Linked DNA regions of Mus musculus: region 1 is linked to region 2. The links are chromatin contacts, called in public HiChIP or PLAC-seq maps. All regions are on one chromosome and are shown on one strand. Each heading gives the region's core, a stretch centred on a gene start, on an enhancer-like site or on the middle of the called end of the contact. The rest is flanking DNA. Distances are from core to core; before and after follow the strand shown. Region 1 overlaps Lix1l (Lix1-like). Region 2 holds the start of Platr30 (pluripotency associated transcript 30).

What was found. HiChIP or PLAC-seq counts read pairs in DNA pulled down with a chosen protein or histone mark.
Region 1: an H3K27ac HiChIP or PLAC-seq map of embryonic stem cells shows a contact between it and region 2, with 11 read pairs. The contact joins the enhancer-like site here to the promoter of Platr30 in region 2. A contact is called at or near these places in 5 of 39 promoter capture datasets (the C10 cell line, embryonic stem cells, hematopoietic stem and progenitor cells and 1 more), 2 of 115 datasets of contacts at active chromatin or transcription factors (embryonic stem cells and memory CD8 T cells) and 1 of 9 other capture datasets (adipose tissue).

The regions. Positions count from the first base shown.
Region 1 is chr3:96,618,089-96,625,281 of GRCm38.p6, reverse strand. Lix1l (Lix1-like) reads right to left here. Exons shown (of 6, transcript NM_001163170.1): 3 at 6,541-6,681; 4 at 3,878-3,973; 5 at 3,062-3,139; 6 at 1-1,618. The coding sequence ends at 1,376. It also overlaps the pseudogene 6330549D23Rik. Among named protein-coding and RNA genes, the nearest start is that of Rbm8a, 8.2 kb to the left of the region's middle. Within about 2 kb of position 1,896, at least 6 of the 459 cell types and tissues checked have an H3K27ac peak or open chromatin away from gene starts, as enhancers often do. A contact at or near this core is called in embryonic stem cells, where this site is marked.
Region 2 is chr3:96,340,206-96,346,953 of GRCm38.p6, reverse strand. Platr30 (pluripotency associated transcript 30) reads right to left here and starts at 1,667. Exons shown (of 6, transcript NR_152105.1): 1 at 1,432-1,667; 2 at 577-830. It overlaps n-TQctg5 (a tRNA gene), which reads left to right and starts at 5,727; the gene lies at 5,727-5,798. It overlaps n-TEttc3 (a tRNA gene), which reads right to left and starts at 279; the gene lies at 208-279.

The DNA.
Region 1 (7,193 bases), core at 647-3,146, 280 kb before region 2:
AATCTTGCCTTGGCCTCCTTTGTAGCTGAGATGGCAGACCTGCACCACCAGACCCAGCTCCTAACCTAAAATCAAACTGCAATTGTCACATGGGAAGTCGCATTATAGTAGCATTAACTGTCCCAACTTGATAGAAAGTGCACTGAACAATAATACAATGTAGCAGAGACCACAGAAAGAAGGGAAATTGAGCTTACTACATAGAATTCTCCACAAATTCAGAGTTACAGCTCAGTGGACAAGAGAGGAACATGGTTCTCTCTAAACAGAACAGCTACCGTTTCTAAAGAACAAGATGCTTCTTGTCACTGAGGGGAGGATTAAGGCAGCTGCGGTGGTAGTCACTGTAATCCTAGGGAGAGGCTGATGCGGGAGGTCTGGAGCTCAGGGCCATTCTCAGCCAGAAGAAGAGTTTGAGACCAGCCTGGGCTACATGAACAAATGGAAAAAAGTGTGTGCTCACATGTGCGTGTACCAGTATCAGCCTCAACCCTTACCCTCTTCTCACACCCAGAAAGCTAGACTGCTAGCAGGGGTAGGTAAGCTCAGAAGCAGCTCAGGTAGTGCCACCTACCCACCCCATGTGAATTGAGTGTATCATTCTCTTGTTCCTAGGCAGTTTCTCATTGTGACCCATGCCTATGATTTCAGCAGGATACAACCACAAGCATGAAGCCCTCCTAATCTATAGGATGAGTTCCAGGCCATAATAAGATGTCTCACAAAACAAAAGGAAGCCAGATCTTCTGGATAAGGTAGGGAAGCCCCCAAATGAAGGAGCACTTAGAGGCAAGGAAGGAGGAAAGTGAGCAGGGGAGGTGGATCGGACGGTCACTTCAAACCAAAACCTGACGCTCCCACCCTGTTTTCGTCTAGTAGAAACCAAGAATATGGGCGGTTTTATGTGTGGGAGAGAGGGGTCTGAAACAGGATCTTACACACTGTAGCCCATGCTGACCTGGAACTTATTATGTAGTCCAGGCTGGCCTCATATTCACAGCAATACTGTCTCAGACTGCTGAGTGCAGAGAGCATAGCTGAGTCATCACGTACCTGTGTGCTGCTGTTTCAAAAGAAAGAGATATGAACACTTAGAAAACTGTACATGTTAATGACTTAGATAATCTAAAGGTTTAAGAGCCAACCACGCTATAAAATGGATAGTGATATTTCAAAGGTAACTACATCCCCAAACTGGAAGTTAGAAAAGGGATCTCTTAGCAAATAGGGAGCCAGGTGTAGAATTTATACATATATATCTATATTTTAAAGTATAAAATTGAGAAAGTATATACAGAAATCATCATCCTAAGTCTTAAAAAGGAGACATACAAAAAAGGGGCCTGAAGAGCCATGGCGAGTAGAGGGTAGATGCTTAGCAGCTGGAAGAATGCATATTGCCCAACTGCCCAGCAGCCAGCATGAGAATATCTTTCTTCTCCTTGTGGAAGCGCAGCTCCTTGCCCGCCAGCCGGGCTTCATCGAGTTCCCGTTCAGTGGAAGCCAGCTCTCTTGACAGTGCCCCTGGCACACTCTGCTCCCGGCTCACCCAGTCCAAAGCCATTTGGTGGCGAATATCATCATCCAGGGCCCGATGTGAATAATGAGCCAACACCTCCTGGTCAGAGAGGAACGCAAAGATCACTGAGAAGGTTAAAAGACATACATGTCATTTAGCACAGTGACCCTGATGGATAAGACGTATGTCCTATATCATATAGCACAGTGATCCCAATAGAACTTAGCCTTGATTGTCTGACCTGCTTTGCACATATGTCCTATAAAGAGTTGTTTCCCCCTGTCTTATAAGAATTTATGTAAAGCAGAAGGGCGTGGAGCAGGAGGTTGAATACATGCACAGATCAGAGAAGCACAGGGCCCTGCTGTGGGGAGCACAGTGAAGTTCAGGCTCAAGGACAGGTCACACCTTCCAGTACTCCAACAGCATGTAGAAGGTGTTTGACTGGTGGAAAATGTGGCCATCTTTTTTGTTTTGTTTTGTTTTTCGAGACAGGGTTTCTCTCTGTAGCCGTGGCTGTCCTGGAACTCACTCTGTAGACCAGGCTGGCCTCAAACTCAGAAATCCACCTGCCTCTGTCTTCCAAGTGTTGGGATTAAAGGCGTGCACCACCACGCCCAGTGTGGCCATCTTTTAAAACTACAAAATCTAAATGTGTGAAACCCTCAGCACACTATCTCCTTGGTTGTTTGGTTAGACAGAGTTTCTCTGTGTAGCCCTGGCCATCCTGGAACTTTTTCTATAGAGCAAGTACACTGTATCAAGCCACCACTGGCCCTTGCTCAAGGGTCTGTAGGAATGCCCATAACTTGGCAAAATTATGTTAAAAATGCAGTGACTATTTTATCTCTTCTGTTCCAGCTAGCTCCTTGTTCTAGAAGGAAGGGGAGGGTTCCATGAAACAATGGAGACTGATCCACAATTAGTGTGATAGATTTGGTCCTTCCTGAGTTCTTAGATACTCAGAAGGTGATCGTTTCAGAGTTATCAGCCTGTCTTAGAAGGGAGGCATAGCAGAGCAGACTAGTTCATGTCATAGCAGCCAGGAAATAGAGAGGACAAAAAGGTAGGGCTTTTTGTTTGTTTTATTTTGTTTTGAAACAGGGTCTCACTGTGTAGCACTACCTGATGTGGAACTAGCTAGAACTCAGATCTGCCTGCCACTGCCTCCTAAGAGCTGGGATTAAAGGTGTGAGCTACCAAGCCCAGTTTAGCCAAAGAGTTTCCTAAGGGAAACTTTATGGTGGAGAAGCATGGCAAAAGGAGCCCAGTGACATTCAAAAAGCAAAGACTACAAGAGCACACCAGGCGCTTGCAGAAGGCAGAGATGGGTGGATCTCTATTCAAGGCCAGCTACTCCCTGCAGAGTGAGTTTCAGGACAGCCAGGGCTACACAGAGAAACCTTGTCTTGAAATACACAAAACAAAAAAGAATACAAGAGCAAAGATGCTAGAATAAGGCCTTCAGTAGTCACAGCCTAGTAACCATTTAACAGCCCAAAGTAGTTTTCCTCCTGCCCTTTTCTCTCGGGTGACTCTTACCTGTCGAGAGCACTGTCTTTCCCTCATGGCCTTAAGGCTGCCATTCCAGTGCAGCAGCTGAAAAACTGTCATCAGCTCCTGAGAAACGAGAGGAAACACCAGCGTGAAGGCCATTTTTTGTTGTCAACATGATGATGACCCCTGGAACTAATTAAAACCCAAACTGCTGGGTATACTTGTGAGGGTTTTTTCTTGATTGGATCATTTGAGGTGGGAAGACACTCCCTTAAGTCTGGGCCACACCTCGGGGCAGTCTCTATGAAGGACTTGAAGAAGGAAGCTTGTTCTCTGCCTGTTTGCTCTTGCCTTTGCCAGGAAGTCCATTCCTTCATTGGCATTATAGCCTACGCTTTTGGGATTCTGGTGTATACTGAAGAGCAGCTGAGACATCCGGCCTCATGAGCTGAACGCTGCTGGATTCTAAGAGTCAGTCATTTTTGGAAAAGTCAGACCACAGCCTATAAGTCATTCTAATAAACTGTGTGTGGGGGGTACACATACATTCATTCTGTCAGTTCTGTTTCTCTAGAGAACCCTGACTAATACAACCAGGATAGTGAGTTTAAGTTAGGAGACTGCATCAGAATTACAGGGGAAAAGTTTTACAAATCATATTGTGGAAGCATCTATAATTACCAATTCTGGTATGCACCCCGAGGGGGAAGAGAGGTAATTGTGCACTGTAAATTTTAACCACATTTTCTCCCTGTGTCTTTTTCTGAATAAGGAGGTAAGGATTAGTAGGTGGCATTAAAATTGCTGTGTCTGTCAGGCTGCTCTGCTTTATTAGAGCCAGGGATGTGAGTGGAACTGTACCTGGAACTCCAGCATTGACTTGCCCTTGTTAGATTCCAACATGAATCGGAAGGCACCAATCCCCGTATTTGGGTTGTCAGCTTCCTCTCTGTTACCCTGGTAACAGGAGAAAGAAAATGACAAATAGATCTTTAGTCAGATTATTTTGACTGGCACTATCCAATAGACACTAGTCACATTTCTGTGCGTGTGAATATGTATGTGCATGTGTGCAGCGTACTCATCTGGAGGCCGGAGGCTAGTGCGTGCTATTCCTCAGAAACACTGACCACTCCTGTCAGACAGGATGCTTGGCCTGAGGCTCTCCAGGCAGGCTAGACTGGCTGGAACTATCCATGAGAGCTACCACACTCAGCACTTTAAGTGGGCTTTGGGGATCAAAATAAGGGCCTTGTGCTTGCAAGGCAAATGCTTTACTGCTAACTCATCTCTAGCCCTTCGCACACTTCATCTCAGCCAAAAGGCCAAGGAGTGATATCTCTAGCCCTTCATGAGCCACATATTTAATTTTTAAAGATTTTTTTTCCTTTTTTTAAAATTAGGTATTTTCTTCATTTACATTTCCAATGCTATCCCAAAAGTCCCCCATACCCTCCCCCACTACTCTCCTCCCCCCTCCTAAAGATTTTTTTTTTTAATGTGTGTATGTTTGTGTATCGTGTGAATGTCAACAGAGGCCAGAGGAAGGTAGCAGCTTCCCCTTGGAGCTGGAGCTACAGACAGCTCACCTGACATAAAGAACTGAACTCCCATCCTTTTAGAAAGCAGCAAGTGTTGGGGCTGGAGAGATGGATCAGAGGTTAAGAGCACTAACAGCTCTTCCAAAGGTCCTGAGTTCAAATCTCAACAACCACCTGGTGGCTCACAACCATCCGTAATGAGATCTGATGTCCTCTTCTAGTGTCTGAAGACAGCTAAAGTGTGCTTATGTATAATAATAAATAAATCTTAGAAAAAGAAGGCAGCAAGTGCTCTGAACTGCTGAGCCATTTTACCAGCTCCCATACGTTTAATTTTAAATGTTCAGTTGCCACATTGAAATAAAAACAAATAGTTTAGCTGGGTGGTGGTGGTGCATGCCTTTAATCCCAGCACTTGGGAGGCAGAGGCAGGTGGATTTCTGAGTTCGAGGCCAGGCTGGTCTACAGAGTAAGTTCTAGGATAGCCAAGGCTATACAGAGAAATTCTGTCTCGAAAAAAACCAAACCAACCAAACAAACAAACAAATAAATAAATAGTTTAAGAGTCTCTGTGTATGTGTGGAGGCCAGATATTAATTCTCTTTCTCTCTCTCTCTCCCTCCCTCCCTCCCTCCCTTCTTCCCTCCCTCTTTTATTTGTTGTTTTTCTCTTGTTTGTTTTTAAGATTTATTAACTTATTTTATGTATATTAGTACCCTGTAGCCATCTTCAGACACACCAGAAGAAGGCTTCAGATCCCATTATACATAGTTGTGAGCCATCATGTGGTTCTGGGAATTGAACTCAGGATCTCTGAAAGAGCAGTCAGTGCTCTTAATCATTGATCCATGTGTCCAGGACCTTGTTTTGGGTTTTGTTTTTTTGTTTTTGTTTTTAAAATTTGTTTTTTGATGTCTCTTGTGAGACTATGCCAGGGCCTAGCAAACACAGAAGTGGATGCTCACAGTCAGCTATTGGATGGGTCACACGGCCCCCAATGGAGGAGCTAGAGAAAGTACCCAAGGAGCTAAAGGGATCTGCAACCCTATAGGTGAAACAACATTATGAACTAACCAGTACCCGGGAGCTTTTGACTCTAGCTGCGTATGTATCAAAAGATGGCCTAGTCGGCCATCACTGGAAAGAGAGGCCCATTGGACTTGCAAACTTTATATGCCCCAGTACAGGGGAACGCCAGGGCCAAAAAGGGGGAGTGGGTGGGTAGGGGAGTGGTGGTGGGTTGGTATGGGGGACTTTTGGTATAGCATTGGAAATGTAAATGAGCTAAATACCTAATAAAAAATTTTTAAAAAAAATTGTTTTTTGAGACAGTTTCACTGTGTATCTCTGGCTGTTCTGGAACTCAATCTGTAGACTAGTCTGGCCTTGAACTCAGAGATTCACCAGTCTCTGCCTCCTATGTGCTGGGATTAAAGATGTATACTACCACCACCCAGCTGATAAAAAATTTTCTTATTATTTTTGTTTGTTTGAGATAGGTTTTCTCTATGGTCCTGGTTATCCTGCTACTCACATGACCATCATTATAAAAAAAAATGAATTCCACAAAGCTCAGATTAAAAATATCATGATACCAAAGAAATATAAAGACAAATCAATAAACATAAAAACACGGGTAAGGAATTAAAGACAGACTTGGAGCGCGGGCACGCACACACACACATTGGTAGAATAAACAGAATAGAAATGCAGACAAAAGGGCTGGAGCCATAGCTCAGTCATTAAGAGCACTGGCTACTGCCCCAGAGGACCAGGGTTCAATCCCCAGCACCCACATAGCACATCAGAACCATCTATAAATCCAGTATCAGGGACCTGATGCTCATCTGGCTTCTAGGCACTGCATGTATGTGGTACACCCATATATACAAAATAATCAAATACAAACAGAAAAGAACAAAAATGGATGGGTTCCTTGCCTCTCCCATTCCCCATGCTCCCTCCCATTTCCAAGTTCCTTACATTGAAAGATGCCAGGGCCTCTGAGACACTCTTCTCAATAAACTCATCAGTAATTCTTCGGGATGGATGCTCATTAAACACAGAGTTCATTAATGCAATCTTTGCAGCACTTCGCCGGGCCTCAGCTTTTGTGGGACAAAACTAGGCAGGAGAGAAAGAGTGAGAATATATACACGTGTGCATCTCAGAGGGGGAGGAGGAGGAGGAGCAGCAGGGAGGACACCACTGAGGAGGGAGGAGGAGCAGCAGGGAGGACACCACTGAGGAGGGAGGAGGAGGAGAAGGGAGGACACCACTGAGGAGGGAGGAGGAGGAGAAGGGAGGACACCACTGAGGAGGGAGGAGGAGGAGCAGGGAGGACACCACTGAGGAGGGAGGAAGAGCAGCAGGGAGGACACCACTGAGGAGGGAAGAAGAGCAGGGAAGACACCACCAAGGAGGGAGGAGGAGGAGCAGGGAGGACACCACTGAGGAGTGAGGAGGAGCCGCAGGGAGGACACCACTGAGGAAGAGGACATTTGGACACCATGGATGAATCAGTTGCATTCATCACACTTTCCGAAGCTTTAGTGAAAAATGGCATGGTGTTTGGAAACAATTTTGACTCAACATCCTGAAGTCATTAAAGAATTGGAGATGACTACTCCTACAAA
Region 2 (6,748 bases), core at 418-2,917:
CTGAAACGAGGAAAAAAACAAGACATTTAAAAAAGAAAACAAAATATGTCTAGAGGTACATGGCCAACAACGTGCGTGTTTGTCGCCTGGGAATTGCTATTTATTTGGAAACTTTGAGTTGACAGTTTCAACTTTGAGTTGTCAACCTTGAAACTGACTTTTCCAGGACAGCTCACAAACCTTGAAGGATTCTTGTGGTCAAAAGCCTTCCCTGACCGGGAATCGAACCCGGGCCGCGGCGGTGAAAGCGCCGAATCCTAGCCACTAGACCACCAGGGACGGACAGAACATAAGGTGAACCTGGGTTGTAATCGCACTTAAGGTGAACTCGGGTCGGAATCGTAAAAGTGCCGAATCCTAGTCACAAGACTACCAGGGAATAACAGAATTTGAATGGCATGTCATGTAGTAGGGTATTTACCAATAAATGCCGGCAGGACCAGAAACTGAAGACTAGCAGGTATCAAGTGTGCTCACATCCACCCCCCAGCGTCCTACAGCCTCTGTTCCACCTCTCATGTTTCCCGGGGCCAGGTGGTGCACTGGGCTCTGAGGCCAGGCCATAAGGAAACTCACCTGGATTCCAGACCAGTCTAGCCTTGTGCAGAAACACTTTTTCGGGTTCGTGGTGGTTTAAGTGAGGACAGGTCTCAGTGTGTGTCGAGCATCCTTTTCCAGGTCCCTTACATGATAATTGGCTCAAGGGAGCAATTGGCATGCTGGTTCCGTTTCTTCCCCGACCATCTCGAGCATCCTAACGGTCTTTCGAGAGGAAGACTTAGCAGGAAGACTTAGTGGAGACTTGCCTGACTAGATGCTGTGCTCTGCAGCTGTGCTTAGGGAAGGAGGAAAGCAAATGGCTTTCAGGAAAAACAAACAAAAAAACGAAAACAAGCAAAAAAGAAAAACAAAACCTTTCTGGTTTTTAGACACTAAACACTGTCAACCTGTAGAGATTTCGGAAGACGAAAGTTGCAGATTCCCGGATCTAATGCTAAGGGAAGTTAGCTTGCCTCTGCGCCCCAATGCTCAACCCAGTCTCAGCAGGGGATGGAGGTCAATCCTGGTGTTCACAGGGCTGCCTGCGGTGGGTGGGGGACTCCTAGGCATTCCCTTTCCACCTCTGCCTCAAATACAGCCACCTAGGTTCTGTCATTTTTGCCTCCACTTCACCCTCTTTCCCCTATGTCTCCTTATTTTGAACATAGTCCTCAACCAACCTCCGAGTGCTGAGATCCCCTTCATTCAGTTCCTCATGCGGTGGTGACCCCCACCCATAAAATTATTATCATTGCTACTTCGTAACTGTAACTTTACTACTGTATAAATTGTGATGTAAATATATGTGTTTTAGGAAAGCAAACATGTCCCCTTTCAGGGATCTTACAAATGTTAGCAATGATGCTGATGAGGCCGGGAGAAAAAGCTTACACCATGCCTTGAAGATTCATCCATGACACTAAGTTGCACCCTGTGTAGTGGTGGCTTCTGACGGAGTCAAAGTGTCACTGTGGTTGCAGTCCTTCAGGCAGTGCCAACGTGCTTAATAGTGGAAGAGTGTGCCAGAGACTGACAATTACTCTGGACCAGGAGACCGCATCTCCAGGAAGAGCACAAAGCATTATCGGCAGGGAGTTCAGACCAGCAGCCTAGTGGGATGGGCATTTACACCAGCAAGCCCTTGGAGAATTTTCACCTGTGCTGACCCTTCTCTGACTTGACCTCTGATGCCCCACTCCCCTTTAGAATACCCAGGTACTCATTCATTTACAGGTCTCAGTGGCAGCATCTGTGCTTTGTACTTACTGAATAGTTTGTTTTCACAGTTTCAGCTAAGGTCTGGCTTTATCTTTGTCAAAGCAATTCAAGTAGTAGCTTTAGGCGAAAGAAAACTGACCCAAATCATGGCTACATAAATTTAAGTGTGTGTGTGGGGTGGTGGTGGTGGTGGAGTGGGTATATGTGGTGGTGGTGGTGTTGGTATGTGTGGTGTGTGTGGGGTGTGTACGGGCTAAAAGTGGGGTACAAGAGATCATCAACATTGGACATGGGGAAGATGAGAGTTTTTATAGCTCAGGAGTAGGGGGTTTCCAAGCGGGGTTCGGCTGGCAAATAGGCAGAGTGACAGAAACATAACAAAGTGCTGATAATACTCTCCAGAAACAAAGACATGGCTGTACGGTGGTCATACCAACTTTTTGAAACAAAGGTATAGTTTTTTTCCTGGGACAGGCAGTACAGAGCCATATGTAGTTAAGGTTACAGGTAGAGCATAGCCCAGTCCTTGAGAAACAGAGGTTTAATCACAAACAGGAGTTAACCTGGTGTGTTCTTACTAGGTGGCTTCCAAGCCTAAGATGGATAAACCAAGCATGCTGGTTTATCAGTAGCAGCTGTGATGGCAGGAACAGCTAAGACAGGGGCTACCTGGCCCTGGCCATTTCTCAGGTGTTGTCTCCTGCACCTTCTCTCCATTGGCTCTTCTTTAACAGTCTTCCATAACAGCCTTCAAGTGAGCACAGGCAAGGCACAACATACACTATGTGGCCATGATACACACATCTCCTCTACAGAAAAAACGTGTAGAGGTCACTAAATAACCAGGAAAACGATCGGCTTTAGAAATAAAATCTGGAATGGGTAAGCCACATAGTGCACAAACTAAGATATGCTCTTTTCAAAAATAATAGTCATGGTGTTTGGTACAAGGGTGGCCCACCACCCTTGTACCGCAGCACTCTGGAGGACCAGTTGAAAAGAGAGTGCTAGGGCAGCGTGAGATTCATAAAACCTTCTCTCAAACATAAATGGTAGCAGTACTAGCTGTGTGCTGCAGAGTGGCTATGTTGATGTTCTCTGTGGTGGTGACCTTGTTACTAGAGCAATCACTTGAACTTCAGGTTTCCTGCCACTCACCGGATACCCAGACCACCTTAATTTGCAGGTGAAAAGAGTAGGGGGCGCATGCCTTAGCTGTTTAAGGGTTGGCAAAGGCATCAGGATCTTTTTATCTCGAAGGGGAGTCGGGGTGGGGTGTGGTGGGAGAGCGCATTCCTTTCAGGAATTTGAGTCTCACGGTTTAGCATTGATATCCCATCAGCAGGGTTAGGGTGTCCAGACCCTAGAAGGGTGCCGGTTTGGGCGTGTTTGTCCATCTGCCACTGATAATGTTGTTTAGCTGTCCGCCGGGGAGAGAGAGGACAAAAAGCTGTTTAAAATGACAACAGGAGTCCCAGGGTAGGTGTGAACTTGGAACCTTTAGGTTAACATTCCTTGGCTGGGCTGTGTTCGCGAAGTGAGTGGGCGCTACGCACCCGCCAGCGTCTCCCGGATGCTGGAATTCCGCTGCCACACATGAGAACCCCACGCTGACCAGGCTACGGCCCGGGTGACCAACAGGACCCAGAGAAGGAGCCCATGTGCGCTTTAGGATCCGGGTTTAGCGGTAGTGGGTTAATCCGCTCTAATTGCCCGGTGGCGGCAGCGCGAGTTCCTCGCTAGACGCCACCAAATAAAGGACGCTGTGTGTGTGTGTGTGTGTGTGTGTGTGTGTGTGTGTGTGTGTGTGTGTGTGTGTGTGTGTTTTATTCGGGAATATTTTGCCCGGTGGCGGCAGCGCGAGTTCCTCGCTAGACGCCACCAAATAAAGGACGCTGTGTGTGTGTGTGTGTGTGTGTGTGTGTGTGTGTGTGTGTGTGTGTGTTTTATTCGGGAATATTTTGACCAACTTGCTACCCCCAAATGGGGGAGGGGAGACTGGAGAGCCAGTTCAATGGTTAAGAGTTCTATTGGCTGTTGGATTCCCAGCGTTTATGTTGGCTGCTCACAACTTTTAATAATTCTAGCTCTAAGCAGGGCGTGGTGGCGCATGCCTTTAATCTCAGCACTTGGGAGGCAGAGGCAGGCGGATTTCTGAGTTCAAGGCCAGCCTGGTCTACAGAGTGAGTTCCAGGACAGTCAGGCTACACAGAGAAACCCTGTCTCGGAAAAACAAAACAAAACAAAACAAACAAACAAACAAACAAAAATCCGGCTCTAGGGAATGCCAATGCCTTCTGTGGGCAACTGCGCGCGCGTGCGCGCACACACACACACACACACACACGCACACGCACATTTTAGGAAGTGAGTGGGCTGTAATTGAGAGGTGCTATCTCGCTGAGATGCTGTCAGGCTGAGAAAGCCTAGAGAAGTGGGGTCCCAGGCAAACTCACCAAAGGCCCCCGTGTAAACAGTGCACCTGGTTCTGCATACAGTGACCTCAGTACACTCAGTACAGAATTTGAAGCAGGCTTGGGTTAGAGAGTTAGATGTTGTGTGTTTGCCTAGCTCCAAAATAAACAGTCCAGGCTATAAACCAAAGCAGAGACTTCGCCGATCAGAAAGGTAATTTCCAGTTAGGTAGATTCCATTCTGAAAAATCAAACATAACTCTGTTTTTTTTTTTTTTTTTAAGATTTATTTATTGATTACATGTAAGTACACTGTAGCTGTCTTCAGACACTCCAGAAGAGGGAGTCAGATCTTGTTATGGATGGTTGTGAGCCACCATGTGGTTGCTGAGATTTGAACTCCTGACCTTCGGAAGAGCAGTCGAGTGCTCTTACCCACTGAGCCATCTCACCAGCCCCATAACTCTGTTTTGTTCGTATGATCACTTTATAGATTTTTCTCTTGCCCTTCCCTGCAAAGTGCAAAATTCCCTTCATTTTCCCACAATTATAAATGAGTGATCAAAGAAATTTTAATTAAAACCTTAATGAACACAGGCTTATCTTTAACAGTCCAAGGCTGACTGTATATGCACACATTACTATTTTGAGATATAATGTTGAATTTTATCTATGTGCTTTATGAGGTCTTGGATACATATATCCTATGGCCCTGCAGTGCGTAGTTTGGGTACCTTTGGATAATATCTACTTTAAAAATAAAAAATTTCAGTTGTGATAAGGAAATTAAAAAGGAATAAATAACCAACTTTCAGAAAACAGTGTGTTTAAATGTCAGAGCCAGGTCTCTGACTTGCCAGCACAGATGGATTTCAGGAAGTGTGATCTAGGTTAATAATTTTATAACCTTAAAGATCACTCATTCTTATTTTGTTCGATAAACATGTGTGTATTTTTTGAAGGAAAAAACTTAACCTAAATGATACACACATGCATATATATATATACACATATATATACACACACATATATGTATATACACATACATATATGTATACATATACATACATATATGTATATATATGTGTGTGAGTGTGTGTGTGTTTGTATATACACACATACACACACACACATACAAACAGGAAGGTCCCTCCAGTCCTTCCTATTGTAGAGTTATATTTGTATGTTAGCGGTGGGTTGTGTGAACCATCATGGGTTCCAGTTGTCCAAGGAAGAGGATGGGATGTCCCAGATCACACCCTTTCATCAATGAGACTCCATAGAGGAGGAATAGAATATCAGGCCAAAGAAATAATTTTTTATTTTTGAGGGGGAAATGTCTTCTCAGGACAGAGAAGTGTAGTAAATGAAGGAAGACCATGTCGCTCTTGATGGGGGCTCTTGTCTAGTTTTACGACCATAGAGGATTTGCCTTCAGTTTCTCATGTCCTGAGTTACAGATCATATAAAAACGCACAAAACTAATAACTAAGAAAAATGGATGATAAAGTTTCTTATACAACTAAGGACTAATGTAGAGCAATTTTATGTGTAGGTTCCATGGTGTAATGGTTAGCACTCTGGACTCTGAATCCAGCGATCCGAGTTCAAATCTCGGTGGGACCTCTCTATTTACTCGAAGTAGAAGAGCGCTTTTCTTTCACTTTGTTCCTGACCTTATAAAAGGTTTAAGTTCGCGTTCCTTTCCCAGGCTTCCTTTGTCTTCAGGTGAGCTGGAGCTGCGTGGCCCCCAGGTCAGTCTCTGATTTAGCTGATGTTAGCTGGACACGGAGACCTTACCTTGGTGTCTGCTCTGGTACAAGCTACAATGGAGCTTTTAGTGCCTCGACAATATTGAACTTTGGTTCACCGTTTTGCATTCAGGTCGTGTCGGAATTTCCACAACAGTGGACTCAGCTCCACGCATGGGATTCAAGCGTGGTCTGGCTTTTGTGGCTTGAAGACTGGGAGGGCGATTTTGCTTGGCAGCGCGTTGGCAGAAAGGGAAACTCCGAGTTCTGCTGGTGGATCTGTAGGAGCTTGTATGGAAAACGGGAAACTGGATAAGGACAGCTAACGATTGCATGAGCAGGATGAAATTTGAAAAGAATTAGAACCGAAGGAATGCAGGCAGCTTGGCTCCAGAAAACAGACTCAAAAGCATCGGGACAGAAGTTAAAAATTGTAAAAATCTATGTAAAGAAATGGAAATCGTTTTTAAAACTCCGATTAAAAAAAAAAAAAAAAACAAACAGACAAGCTTTTCTTTCTTTCTTTCTTTCTTTTTTTTTTTCTTTTTACCCCCTCTTGCTCCGGTTCTTTGTTTCTCATTATGGATCGATGTGAGCCACCAAATGGCTACTGGATTTGAACCTGGATTTAAAGCAATCTGTGCTCTGAGCCGCCAAGCCATTTCATCAACCCCAAGGACAAGTTTAAAACTGTCCCAAATCCCCTCCGTGATCCACCTGCCTTCCCAGTAGTATTTATTCCAACAACTGCTCCCCCAACATTTTATTACAAACATTTGTTTCTAGATCTGTGTTCTCAACAAGCGCTCTTCTCTCGTGTCCCAC